Linked DNA regions of Arabidopsis thaliana: region 1 is linked to region 2. The links are chromatin contacts, called in public capture Hi-C maps. All regions are on one chromosome and are shown on one strand. The core of a region is the stretch at or near the end of the contact, and the rest is flanking DNA. Distances in the headings are between cores, read along the strand shown.

What was found. Capture Hi-C pulls out chosen DNA fragments and counts their contacts.
Region 1: a capture Hi-C map of shoot shows a contact between it and region 2, with 2.2 times the contacts expected there. A contact is called at or near these places in 1 of 26 Hi-C or Micro-C datasets (root), 1 of 2 datasets of targeted methods (shoot) and 2 of 3 other capture datasets (root and shoot).

What each region holds. Positions count from the first base shown.
Region 1 is chr1:974,002-981,160 of TAIR10.1, reverse strand. GRXS13 (Glutaredoxin family protein) reads left to right here and starts at 3,250. Exons shown (of 2, transcript NM_001331442.1): 1 at 3,250-3,793; 2 at 4,660-5,290. The coding sequence starts at 3,476. The coding sequence ends at 4,812. It overlaps PHB2 (prohibitin 2), which reads left to right. Exons shown (of 6, transcript NM_100266.3): 2 at 1-174; 3 at 267-383; 4 at 806-976; 5 at 1,058-1,270; 6 at 1,362-1,854. The coding sequence starts at 4. The coding sequence ends at 1,550.
Region 2 is chr1:898,487-906,009 of TAIR10.1, reverse strand. AT1G03610 (plant/protein (DUF789)) reads right to left here and starts at 5,278. Exons shown (of 5, transcript NM_100241.4): 1 at 4,614-5,278; 2 at 4,304-4,524; 3 at 3,933-4,119; 4 at 3,663-3,840; 5 at 2,940-3,585. The coding sequence starts at 4,706. The coding sequence ends at 3,338. PSB27 (photosystem II family protein) reads right to left here. Exons shown (of 1, transcript NM_100240.3): 1 at 6,216-7,523. The coding sequence starts at 7,094. The coding sequence ends at 6,570. AT1G03620 (ELMO/CED-12 family protein) reads left to right here. Exons shown (of 11, transcript NM_001331424.1): 3 at 1-67; 4 at 226-343; 5 at 445-513; 6 at 627-742; 7 at 837-891; 8 at 1,006-1,129; 9 at 1,235-1,282; 10 at 1,395-1,489; 11 at 1,590-1,838. The coding sequence ends at 1,691.

The DNA of each region.
Region 1 (7,159 bases), core at 2,001-4,500, 77 kb before region 2:
GAAATGAGTTTCAACAAAGTTCCCAACATTCCTGGAGCTCCTGCTCTCTCTGCCCTTCTTAAGGTCAGCGTTATTGGTGGGCTCGGTGTCTATGCCCTTACTAATAGTCTCTACAATGTCGATGGAGGACACCGTGCTGTCATGTTCAACCGATTAACTGGTATCAAGGAAAAGGTTTGTATTTCTCAAACTAACAAGATGTACTTTTATATCTGAGGCTTTGAATTCTAAGAAAGCGTTACTTTTACTTGGATTTGTGTTTTCAGGTGTACCCAGAAGGCACACATTTTATGGTGCCATGGTTTGAAAGGCCAATCATCTATGACGTTCGTGCACGACCTTACCTTGTAGAGAGCACCACTGGTAGTCATGATCTTCAGATGGTGCGTTTTGGTTTCTTCTTCTTTTGGCTTCTTTTCTGTGTGTGTTTGTACAATATTTAGCCCAGGGATTTAATTTTAAATGATGTTACTGAATGTGGTGCTATATAGATCATACTAGATATTCCTTCTTTTGACGTTATGTTAAGACCCTTCAATGCAGCATTAAGAGCATGTTTTAGAAAATTTTGGGTGTGGTTTGAGGTTATGGAGCTGTAGATTAAATATCACTTACTCTTTTAGGATATTACACGATCAATGTTGATCCTTATATGAACTGTGTGAGTGTATGGATAAGTGGAAAAACAAGAGACAAGTTACACTTGCTTTCAGTAGACTTAGGTAGAGCAAGAAAGAACTTAGTCTCCATTTTCTTTCTTAAAGGAGTTGCTGTGTTTCTGATATTTTTCTTGGGTGTTGCACAGGTGAAAATTGGATTAAGGGTTCTCACACGTCCCATGGGTGACCGTTTGCCTCAGATTTACCGAACCCTTGGCGAGAACTACAGCGAAAGGGTTCTTCCTTCCATCATCCATGAAACCCTAAAAGCAGTGGTAGCTCAGTACAATGCAAGCCAGCTCATTACCCAGAGAGAAGTACGTATCTCAACATTCTTTTTCTACAACTTTTCTGCTCTTTTGTTTCTAATGGTGGACTCTGTTTACTCTCTCCTCTAGGCTGTGAGCAGAGAGATACGCAAGATTCTGACAGAGCGGGCTTCTAACTTTGACATTGCTCTTGATGATGTCTCCATCACGACTCTGACATTCGGCAAAGAGTTCACCGCAGCTATCGAGGCAAAACAAGTTGCTGCTCAGGAAGCTGAACGGGCTAAGTTCATTGTGGAGAAAGCCGAACAAGACAGGAGAAGTGCGGTTATCCGTGCGCAGGTATAGCATTGGTGATCTTGATTGCAAATCTAATGACATGAGATTAGTGGTTTTGGCCTGAAGCATTAGCTCTTTTTGAATCTTTGTGCAGGGAGAAGCTAAAAGTGCTCAGCTTATCGGACAAGCAATTGCGAACAATCAGGCATTCATCACTCTGAGAAAGATTGAAGCTGCGAGAGAGATTGCACAGACCATTGCACAATCTGCTAACAAGGTTTACCTGAGCTCCAACGATCTGTTGCTTAACCTTCAAGAAATGAACTTGGAGCCTAAGAAGTAAAAGAGAAGGAACGAGTAAGTTTCTTCATTTCATATTCATTTCATTTAAAAGATCTCTCCGCCTTGGAAGTAAAGGATGGGTTGGTGTTTGACCAAATGACCCTTTCTCGTGACTGATTCTGAAAATAGTCTTTAAGAGGACATATTGAGAGAGACGCAGATTGGCTTTGGTCAGTATTATTCATCATTTTCAATGAAACTTTTTGTTGATATTTTCCTGTGTTTCCCCGGACAATTGATGAAGTTGAATTTAAAACTCAATAATATTCATATGATCTGATCTATGCCAATAGTTCTTTTTAGTATATGTTACATACGACATGCTTATATAAATATCCGAATATAAGATCCGTACCAATCCTTTCATAAAACTTAAATATAAATATTTCTTGTTAGCTTGCTATTCAAATTTTCTTTTTTCCACTAGTTGCCAACCTTATCTACCTATAAGGATTTGTATTGGAGAGCAGAGAAAATAAAATATTGCATACGTATAATAAGATTTTGTATGAGCAGAGCAACATGGACCCTTTGTATTTAATGACGTCTTGCCGGCGCCACCATGATAGAGACGTCTTTTTCTTTCTTTCACCGGTGAGGAGTTTTATGGGGGTGACGAAACTCCGGCGAATTTTCCGGTGACGTCAAATTTTAAAATTTTGACCAAGTAAACTCTTATTTCAATATTTGTATATAACCGACGGCTGCTTTTTATGATGTCATGTATAATTAAAATTAGCTGGAAACGAGTGATGACCGTTAACCAAGATAATAAAATGTTTTGAGCAATAAATAATTCCAAAAAAATAAAAGCGTTGTGGATTAACAAAAGACGGAACGACTTGCTGTTTCGTAAAGTTAAAGGGAGACGTCATGTCGTTTTGTCACCATGAGGGTCCATTTTTTTTTGTCAGTTTTTCGTACTTCTCAGCTGTTTCTTTTGACGAAAGGAGTTGTTAGATTTTCCACAGAACTGTTGACAAGTCATCACCTTGGCTTTGCGGAGTTCGTGACGTATGTGCAACGTATTTTCGACCATATCATAAGTTTAACTAATCCTAGACAAGATGTTCAAAATGTATAATTCGATGGAAAAAATATGCGTTTCTATAGTTTATGCGTTTTATCAAAATTCTAAATGACAGCTTAAATCCATGATAATAGACAGATGCTTAATGGAAAAGAAATAAAATCTATAGGACGTGTACTGGGTAGTGGGTACATATATATGTTTCAAGGTGCAACTAGAATATAAAACACAAATTGATATCTTAATGTTAGAGAAAACAAGTCATCGTCATGACGTAATAGAGATGATCTAAAATCTAATGGTCCATACAAATGATTTGCCTTTATCCATAAAACGTAACCTTACGAAGACAATTTTAATTGTGACATAAGTTTCTAAACAAATAAAGATATCTCTTGACATCAGCCTTGTCGTAAGCCCCTTACTATGTATTCGTCATCATTTAGTTTAATATAATCTATATATAAGTCACTGATTTTATGAATGCTACAATTTTCTAAATTACAATATGTCAAAAATGACATTCGGTTAAGATAATCATAGTTATATTCTTTAAAAAATTGAGTTGTCGCATTTGAGTTCCGACAATGAGTTCGAAATTTATCTTTCACACATAAGTTAAATATATTTTTAAGTTTTGGATGATTTACACTCAACATTAATAAATAATCATAAGTTTAGTTATAGATCTTTATTTTGGATACGGTGACATGGCTTCGGATATCAAGAGAATACAGTTTACACATGCTTCATTGACCCCCAAAGCCAAATGCTCTCCAAAATCCTCTATATAAATTCTTTAATAATCACATCTCTTACCAAACGAACCCAACTACACAAGTCTCTCTCTCTTTTCCCATTTCTCCCTCTCTCTCTTTGTCTCTCTATCATCAATTATGCAAAAAGCAATTCGACCATACGAGTCACCGTGGACGAAGACCGTGCCGGGCAATAGCATTTTCCTTTTAAAGAATGAAGATAAACCATCATCATCATCATCATCATTATCATGGTTAACATCAGGATCACCAAAGCCAACATCTATAAGCAATAAGAGATCAAGCAACCTAGTTGTGATGGAGAATGCTGTGGTGGTGTTTGCAAGGAGAGGCTGTTGTTTGGGACACGTGGCAAAACGGCTGCTACTGACACATGGCGTGAATCCAGTGGTGGTTGAGATTGGTGAAGAAGACAACAACAACTACGACAATATCGTAAGTGATAAAGAGAAATTACCTATGATGTACATAGGAGGAAAGTTGTTTGGAGGATTGGAAAATCTGATGGCTGCTCATATTAATGGTGATTTAGTGCCTACTCTTAGACAAGCTGGGGCTTTATGGCTTTGATTTTTAATCCTCCTAAATCTAGTTGCCTTCTTATTTATTTCTATCCCTTTTTACATTATTTGTTAATATATGTGAACTTGTAAAAGATTGTTACGTGATTGGTTTGATCATAAGAAAAACACAGAAAAAAACAAAAAAAAAACATCATATTTTACTTTATTTTGGTAATTAAAACATTATTTACGAAAAATAAAAAATCAAAAAGTAAAAAATATATATATATATATATATAGATATATATTTTCACGTAATTAAATTTATCACTTAGTTTTCTAAAACAAAAACATTTTGTAAATCGAAATTTTTTAGTTAAAAATCAAAACACTATTACTTATACTTTATTTTTGACATCACAAAAAAAACATTATTTTTGAAAACCGTTTAAAACATAATTAAGTGTTAAATTTGTCTTAAAAACAAAAGCATTTTAACTAACATATCAAGTGAAATTTAAACGGTTTTACTTTAAAAATATATATATTTTTCAAAAACCTTGATATTTAGTTTAAAATCAGACGTGAAAAACATATTACTTTTTCTATAATCAAATCATTATATTTTATATTTTTATTTTTAAAAAAAGAGAGAGAAAAGAAAGTTTTATTACCTTGTTGGATTTGGGTAGTGGGGAGGGTCCTCACAGGAAAGCCCATTACGAAGGCCCATTGATGAGCTTTGACTGCATCGTTCTGTATCCTTCTTGTGACATCTTCTTCTTCGTTCATCCTCAGGCCACTCCATCAAGATTCGAACCGATACATGGTCGTCGTTCTCAGTCGCCACCGTCGACCGAATCCGCTGGTGAGAATAGCGTAAGAAGCATCCACGGTAACGAATCAACAAGAAGGGTTAAATTAGAAGAGACCATAACTAAATCACGATAAGAGAATGCTTTCCTCCGCTCAAATCTTACGGATAGGTTCTGAGATGAAGAACGAAGTTGTTTCAGAGATAATTTAGTAATGGATCATCATCGGAGATCTTAAAATTCGTAGATAAAATATGGATTTATTTTTTGTCGTTTAGAAGAAGAAGAATAGCAAATTTTCGAGTATTTCCTTTTTTCCGACTAGGTTACGAAAAAGGAAATTTCATTAATTATGCTAAAAACAAAAAAATATGGAAATTTTCTCACAACGGTCATATTTGTTGAAACAGAGAATGTGCCGTTGAGATCGAGAGGAGAAATTCGGGATCATGTGAGCTCTTTTCAACCGACAAGATCCTGCAACCAATAAGATCTCTACCGATTTTTGTAGTTGCTTATCTTTGGTTACTTTGGTCAAAACACAATCACAAACTCGTTAGATACAAAACTGTTCAGAAAAAACTTTCACTCTGATACCATGTCAAATTCACGCAATGATAAGAAAGTTCTCTGCTTTATTGATCGACAACTTTACATTATATATACGATGATATGGAAAACCCTAACAATGACTTGCCGACTAAGATAGTATATTACATATGGCTTAAGCCCAACATATATCCCACGTTAATAAGAAGACTAACTAACCATCATCATCCATGATACAAAACAGAACAGAGCATTCTTTAACCATCAATGTTGCTACTGTCTTCGTTAACAACCAAAAGCTTCAAGAAATAGGTTAGTAATGTTATGCTTTCACAACCAATTCTTTGACATTTTAATGGGTTAATAATGTTATGTGAGAACCCAATCTTGACAAAATTAGTATGGCCCAAACCCAATATAACCTACGAATTTAAGCTCGTCCTCATTTCACTTGTTAAAATTTGAACAAAATGGTCCTTGGCGAAAATCCCCAAAACTAGTAGTATGCCTGCTATCATAATTTTTTGTGTTAAAATTTTAAAAGTATAGCATAATATTTTTTTAATTCCATATAACCTAACGATATTGTTATCGATGTATCACGACCAGAGTTATCTATGCCCTCGCTCTACTGCTTATGTTCATCCGAATTCAAATTCTATGTTATTAAAACAATAATAAAAAACAAAAAATCTTCAAAGATATAGGCAGATTCTGTCGAATCATAATCATAAAATAATACAAATGCATATATTGGATAGGTGTGAGTGGTGATAAGAAAACAATACTAATGTATTTTATAAGAAATTAAGTTTGAAGAAACCATACAAGTGACTGTGACATATTTGATGAGGCCAACAGTCAATCATGAAGCCAATAACATTTTTTTATTACTATATTATATTGCGAAAAAAACAACTTTAAGTAATTATCACCAACTTTTTCTAACATGCTTTTTGCGAGCCCGAATGCATCAACGAACCATTATGGATGAAGGTGGACCAGATTTGACCGTTTGGTAGCAATTTCGATATTTTAACTAGCCTATTCAAATCTCTAACCATATACTATACGTAACATGAAAAATGCCATGTCCTGATCACCATCCAATGATTAGCCGTCAAATAATTCAAGAAAAACCATGGAAAATATATTTATTTTTATATATTTTTGTGAAGAAGATTTGTGAACTTGTAATTTAACTTTCTGAGCTGTATAAGTTATCCTCCATATATATATATATATATATAATTTTAAATATCTTGATAAATTTAAAATTATTTTTTTGATATTAAACGTATCCATATATATATATATATATATTTCATGGATACGTTTAATATCAAAAAAATAATTTTAAATTTATCAAGATATTTATGTACGAAGCAAAGTTCAAATATTTCAAAACAATAAATTTATCTTTTATAACAAAAAAACAATAAATTTAGCTGACCAAATATATGTTACGTTTTGCATCCACCATCATGAAGCACATAGTTAAATCACAAAAATTTATGATTATATCATTTGATACCGTGATTCACGAGAGTCATATACACCTTCGATCACTCTCAACCGGACGGCAAAATTTGTGGTCATACACGTGATTATATATATTAGAAGAAAAAAATGAAAGAATTTTCTTTTGTTAATTGTAATTGCATATTCCGTATTAACTTTTCTCTGAAGTTAGACAAGCCATTACCATCAGATTTAAAGCAATTGATCGTTTGAAACAAATAGTGGCGCCAGTGCTAAAACTAATAAATACATTGAGACTCGAAGCCCAGACTTGGTTAACTCATATATACGCAGATATATACGTTGAATAAATAACTATGATGGACAAATTTTAGTGAATTGTGTAAGATTATACATATTGTAACTGTTGAAGTTTGGTTTGCACTATAGGTGTATAGATAATTGACATTGAA
Region 2 (7,523 bases), core at 4,029-6,528:
AGCGTGGGAAAGGCGAGAAAAAGGCAACAAAGAGCCGCGATGGCAGCGGTCAAGTAGTTCCGCTCACGTAATAGCTCATTTGGCTAAATATTTGTTTTAGTGAGTATATATTGCTAGATATATCATAGGGTATAAATGACACACCATAGAAATATGCATGTGATTAGTTTATTAGATACATAATTTAGATCTATTATCTCATATATGAATATAATTTTCTATTAGTGAACCAGTGGTTACAGCTACGGGTATGGTTGGAACAAGATCATGGATAGGAGGGCTCTTCACACGCTCCAATAGACGTCAAGACAAGGCAGTCGACTACACTTTGTCTCCTCTTCAGGTTAGCATAATCACAAGTTTCATATATCTTCATAAAATGAAATCAAGACATTATAAATAGTTTGTAACACTTTTGGATCTGTGTAAATCAATCATACATAGGAGGAAAGACTTCAAAGGCTGCAAGATCGTATGGTTGTACCTTTCGACGAGACACGTCCTGATCATCAGGTAGGTGAATTCACTTTATCAGTAAGATGTTTAACGCAGTGAGCAAACAACATGCAGATATATTGTTTTAGCTATAAGAATTCTGTGAAATATATTTGCGTGATTAATGGCAGGAATCACTTAAAGCATTGTGGAACGTCGCGTTTCCGAATGTTCATCTCACGGGTTTAGTAACAGAACAATGGAAAGAAATGGGATGGCAAGGTCCCAATCCATCTACCGATTTCAGGTAAGATTTGATCTATACTTAACTTATTGCAAAAAAGATCTTAAGGAAAAATACTTAGTGTTGACGCCTGTTTTGTTAAACATTTGTTTTGTAGGGGTTGCGGATTTATCGCTCTAGAAAATTTACTATTTTCTGCAAGAACTTATCCGGTAAATTACTCGTAAATACATGTTCATATATACTTAAACTTTTTTTAATAATCATGGTTTGGGAACTTCTTTGCTCCACAAAATAATGTGTTTATACAAATAAAAATTGTGAAGGTTTGTTTCCGGAGGCTATTGTTAAAACAAAGAGGCGACCGGGCAAAGTGGGAGTACCCTTTTGCAGTGGCCGGAATCAACATCTCCTTCATGTTGATCCAAATGCTCGATTTACAAAATAATCGTAAGTTTCTTAAACTGTCACCATTTTATTCAGGTCATACTTGTTATTTTCACATACGATTTCGATTCTAAAAGGCTTTAAATTCATGTTTTGTTTTTTGTGCAGCAAAGCCAAAATGTCTTCCAGGAATGAATTTCCTCAAACTCTTAGAAGGTAAACAATAGGAATATGTTCTTTTAAACTGAATAAAACCTTCTTTCTAAAAGTTAGTAGTGTAGTATGACGATCGCTAAATAATCAAGAATCATATTCCAATGATTAACAGAAGACGAGAGGGCATTCGATGTACTATACTGTATAGCTTTCGCGATGATGGATGCTCAATGGCTTGCAATGCACGCTTCTTACATGGAATTCAATGTATCTCTTCTCACTCAATCTATCAACTTTCTCTTTTCATTTTTTTTTTTTTTTGAGAATTAGTTCTTAATAATTGTATATATCTGTGTGTGTTTATCAGGAAGTATTACAAGCAACTCGGAATCAGCTGGAGAGAGAGCTTTCTTTGGATGATATTCATCGGATTCAAGATCTTCCTGCCTACAATCTCTTGTTCCAATAGATTTTTTTTTCTTTTGTTATTTTCTTAGTTTGATTTCGATTTTTATGTTTTGTACATTAACCTGAATTTATGACCGAAATGAAAATGATAATCAATGAAGCCAAAACACATAAATAGAAAATGAATGATAATGAACGTATGTTCTATATGATGCATCACTGTTTGGTAACATGATGATGATGGTGTGGAAATTATGAACTGGTAGTGGACTTTGTGACTTTTGTACTTTGAAAAATCAACTCTCTTGTCTCCCTCGTATTATATGAATTATGAAATATTTTGTCGGTTCTTTTAATATGCTAAGTGAGTGGTTTATGGTTGGTTGATTTTATATGACATAATATAGATTAATTCTGATAAAAGATCTTCAGACCAAACTAATTACTTCGATTGTCCTTGTCGGCAGTCATTTGCTCATCCTGACCGTTATTTATTTTGATAAAATTCGGTCTGATTTTTTGACCTTTTTTGTATAAAACTTAAATAAAAATAAAAGATAAGGTTCTTCTTACGTGTGCTTTGGAGGTCGTAAAAATGGATATTTTGATCTTATCCATTATCAACGAAACTAAAGGGATCATCACTTTTGAAACCTAACGTCAAGGATAAGATGCCTTACCACCACATTTCCATGATTCCTATTCAATTCGAATTACTCTTTTTTCTTCGAGTTATTTTTTTTTTTTTTTTGCAAGTCATTTCGAAAAAATAGTGTGATGAAGCCTTATCAATCCAAAACTCTCTATACTTTCTTTTTTCTAATTATCTAGGCAGTGTTCTGTTTTCTGTAAGTAACTAAAAAAAGTTTGGTATCTCTCTATACAATTTGGTGGAGAAACCAAACAAAACATGAAAGTGTATAAAAGTCAAACTTCCAAATCATTTATTTTGTACTCTCATATATTTGACATTTTTGTCATAAAAGATCCCAACTTTATTCATATCAACTTGCGTAATTTATAAGGGATAAATAAATTTCCTTGTATGAGTACAACTTAAATATCCGATATCTTAACTAAACATTAATATTATTAAATTTACAATCCAATGCAGAAAAAAGATTCTAACAAAATGTTGTGACTTAAAGTATCTGATGTCCATTAATAAAAGTATAATGAATTCGATGAGTCAATTTTTTAATATTGATATAATAAAATATTTAAATTTTGGTTAATTTCATGGGGAAAATCTTTAAAGCATTTGAGTATGAGTTAACATATACATAACTTCAAAAAAAATGTTTCAGCAGTTTCATCAAACAATAGCAAAAATTGATAATTCTTCTCAACCATTTTAATTCCAAAAAAAAAAATTGTTAACATGATTAGTTCGTTACATTACTATTTCAGTAACGGTACTGTTGGCACAATAAAGTTCTCTCTCCACCATGTTTCAACTTATAAGAAACAATCACTCTGTTTTTAACAAGCAACAACAATTGTACTCTGTTTCAACAAGCAACAAAACTCTATATACGACATATACTCTCTCAAAGGTTAGAAGACTCAAAACGCTATTCTAACCAAAACACTGCAAAGCGAATCGCTCCATTGCGTTTTACAAAACGCAAGCGGTTCCAGAACAAAGCAAGAATTAGACTATATATGAGGAAACAAGCAAACATCATGGTGTCATCCAACCGAGGTTTAGCCACGATGAGTCATTGACATATTGCAGAAGTAGTTGAAGTCATGATGTTGGACCCTGAGCTGTTTAAGCCAAGAATCCGCAACACTGTAAAGCGAAGCCAATCTCTCTTGATCATCGTGGTCCTGCGAAAGCCAAACATCGCCTTGCATCTTGTAAGTAGCCATCCCAAATGGGAGCAGAGTTATATCTTCCCCTTCCCTCCGCACTCTCTCCTTGTCCCCACCATTTTCTTCCGGTTCCATATCTGTGATACAACAAAGTGTTAAACCCGATCGATCACACCGAGTTGAAGGATAGTAGACAGACAGAGAGAATCTGCACCTTGAAAAGAAGAGGAAAGAGTGTGATAAGTGAGGAAACACGTGGATAAGTCTTTAATGGTTCTTCCCATTGGTATATGGTAAATCGGGTACCATGCTACTGACATCCAACTAGCTGGAGAAAGATCAACGCTTCTCAACGACATCAATCCCGGGTATCTTTGAGCCAATTCATTGATCTGGAATCATATCAAAACATCATTTGTGATGCTTATTCGATCGGATCAGGTGAACTAACGCAAGGCTACATAACAAGGTTTATATTATGTACCTTATCCATCAGAGGAACTCTGGTATAAGGAGCTGATCTCTCAAAGTATTGGAGATAAAGATAACCCAAACGATCACTTGGATGCAAGAGCGTGTTGTTCTCAAGTCCTTCCTCAGAGACACTCTCATCGCTACCTGAATCGCTAAACGGATCTCTACCCTCACATTCCCCATCTTCAGACTCTTCCCTAATCAACCCAACACAACCAAATTTAATCAGATATCTTTAAAGCAACCCATGAGAGCAATCATTCTTCAGCTATAAAGCACAATCTATTCAAATCTCATTCTAATGATCAAAGGATTCATCAATAAGCCATAAAAGATATTAAAGGTTCAATCTTTGAGCTGTAACACAATCAAAAGACAAACCTTAAGCGGATCAAGGAGGAATGAGAGGTGAAAATCTGGATGGCAGAGAGATAAGGAACATAGTATTGAACAAGAGATTCTCCGTTGGTAACATGAATAGGAACGCTAGCTCCATAAGCGCTCCATTCATCATAACAATCCCACAAATCACTCAACCTGAAAAACTCAACCTTTTGTCTCTCCCATGGATGCCACAATCGATTTAGGGTTCTAATCTCCGTCTGCAAAATCAACACCCATCAAAATCAATCAATAATGACATATTGAAACGAAAACAAAAAGAGAGAGAGAGAAAGAAACGTTATGAAACCTTGGGGAGAGATTGGGGTGGCACTAAGGGTGTTATGCAATGAAGGAATCGATCAAGATTCGATTTTTTGGTTGACCCTTTAACATTCACCATGATCGTAATTGAGGAAATATTACGAAGGTAGGTTTCTTCTTCAATGGAGGAGGAGGAGGAGAAAGAGATGGGCTTTTAGAGAGAGAGAGGCACGCAAGCGAGTTATTCAGATATCTGAGCTTTGACGTTATGTATGAAGGAGGCTGAATTTAAGGGACAAGCAAAACCAAAGAAAAAAAAGAGAGAGAGATGGATTCTCTCTAGAAAAAATTGTATGGAGATTACAAATCGAGAAGACGCACAATGAGTAGTAAGCAAAGATCGAATATTGTTTTTCTGTTTTTTTTTTTTAAATGTGATTCTCTGAGAAAAAATGGAAGCCACGCGTCGAGATTTCTAATCTTGAAGTCAGATCAATCGAGACAAGGTAAATGAATAAAAGGTAAAGCCATAAAATGAGGGAGAAGAACAGAGAAAATATTCAGAACTTTGTTGAATGAATGAAGAAAGGATAGAGATTTTCCCGGGGAAGTCAAAACTTTTTCTCGGGCAATTTTGGATTCGAAACGATTGCTTTTACTCAGAGACGATCAGCAGATGTTTTTTTTTTTTTTACAATTGGTGTCTTTGTTTTTTTATAGCAAAAACAGTTTATTTATAAAAAGAAAATAAAAACACAGAAAAAGGAAATGAGAAAAATAGATAAGATCTTTAATTAAGTTTGACCGATTTTCCTCGTCCACCACCTCACCACAGCTCATTGTTTTCTTCACGTGGTTTTGGTTTTGTTGTTATCCAAAATTTATGAATTTTTTGTTTTCTTGAGGTGAATTGATCTTAGAAATTTGGTTAGTTTAGTCATTTTATTGGTTAGAATCCTTTTTACATATTATTTGCATCAATCATATTCAGAAATTAGAGATTTGGTATCACAAGCTAGGGTTTACTGGTTTAAGTAACTTATTGACCACTTTTAATTTGTTATCCAATTCGTATCCGTCCCCGTAATATAGATTCATTAACGTATATTATTAGTACTCACCGATGAAACCTAATCTTGTAACCCGTATGGAGTACGATATATATTGCATTTGGTGAGGCGAGCGAATGTTGACTTGCAAGATTAGTGTTAAATAAAGAGGGTGCAAGATTATACTAATGAACTATTGACCAAAATACATAAATTAGGCGTAATTAAACACACTAGTCAGCAGCAAACACGGTCATTATTTACTACACCCATCAATTTGATTTTAACGTATTGGAAAGGTCAGCAGTATAATGGTAGATTACTAGTGCACACGTGTTGTTGTTAATTGCGTTGAATGAATATATTATTATAATATATAAATAGAGTAAATACGAGCCATGTGTTAGTGTTCACGTGTGTGGACCTGCACGTAATATGTTGGAATGGGGAATGCTTGTGGAGTTTGTTGTCACCTACAAATAAAATGACCAAACTACACACTTTGTGGGCTTTGTTGATGGCCCATAGGAAAGTCTTTACATAGACTTGAAATCATTTTAGGTTGATAAGCATTCAATGCAATTATGCAGAAATGTGACTTAGGAGTTTTGGAGATTTTATAATGGTGTAATTCATTTCTCCTCTATCAAAAACTAAAGAAAGTGTAGACAAATTTTCTAGGGAAGTATATAGTACAACAGAAGAGAGTTAATCGAACTTATGAAGCAGCTCCAATCATTGAGAAAATGGAATTCGATATAAGTTATATAAGTATCTCTGATAATGATAATTAAGCAATTATCATGCAGAACATTAAGTATTTTACAGGAATGAAAAAAAAAAGCAGGCGAGCCAATTCAAGTTTCTCTTCTCATATAATTCGATTGGCATTTTTAGGAAAATAAAATTTTCATCAACAAGAAAATGGAGAAGAAGGCCTGACTGCAGTTTTTTCATCTTCCTCTTGTGAGAGCTTTCTCAGCAGTTTCCATCTCTTCAAGAATCCTCGCCTTCCTCTTCGCCGGAATCGGAGCCGTCGGACCAAAACTCACATAATGACCTGAAACAGCATTCAACGCCGAGTATATATCCCGGAAAGAAGCTTTTCCGAGAAGAGCTTTCTCTTTCCGGTACTTGGCAACCCAAGAATTCGACGCTTCTCTCAGCTCCGCCACCGCATCAGCCACATTCGGATCTGTCTTCTGCATCGAAAGCGTACTCCTTACTTTACTGATCACTGCCGACGTATCTTTGATATACTCTTCATCTTCAGCGGCGGAGACCGGCGCCGGAGCTAGAAACTGAATCGATTGTGTTAGAAGCGTGGATGTTGCCGCCAGGGAGAGGAAATCGCGGCGGAGGAGGTGGTTGCGACGTGGAGGAGGAAGAGGCGGAGATACGGAGGAGGCGATGATGGTCGGTTTATGCGGCGGAAGATTGGGTTTGAGAAGAGTAGCTGTCGCTGATGCTGAAGCCATTGTCGGAACTCTGGAGAAAAGGTGTAAGAAGAGAATGAAAGAGTTTTGTTGTGCGTTAGTAAATCGGGGAAAATGTGTTTCTGTGTGTTGGATTTTTGACACGTGTCCCTTATCTTCTTATCTTAGATTCTATGGTTTTTGAGGATGACACATGAAGATCCACTGCCAGGTCAGGATTTGCTTGTTTTTATATCTGTTTGGTTTAATTGTAAAGCCCGATTAAGATAAGGCCCATATGTCAAAGCCCACGCGATGATGAGTCATTGTGCGTGGCCTTTTTAGTTTAGTAATTTTTGATAATGCTGCAATTGGAAGATATAGCATTTGGTTAAATTGACCCACAAACACGTGACATTCTTCTCTTGCTGTCAGACACATGGGATGATGATTATGATGATCCCTTTGGATTTCACAAAATTAAGATTTTTT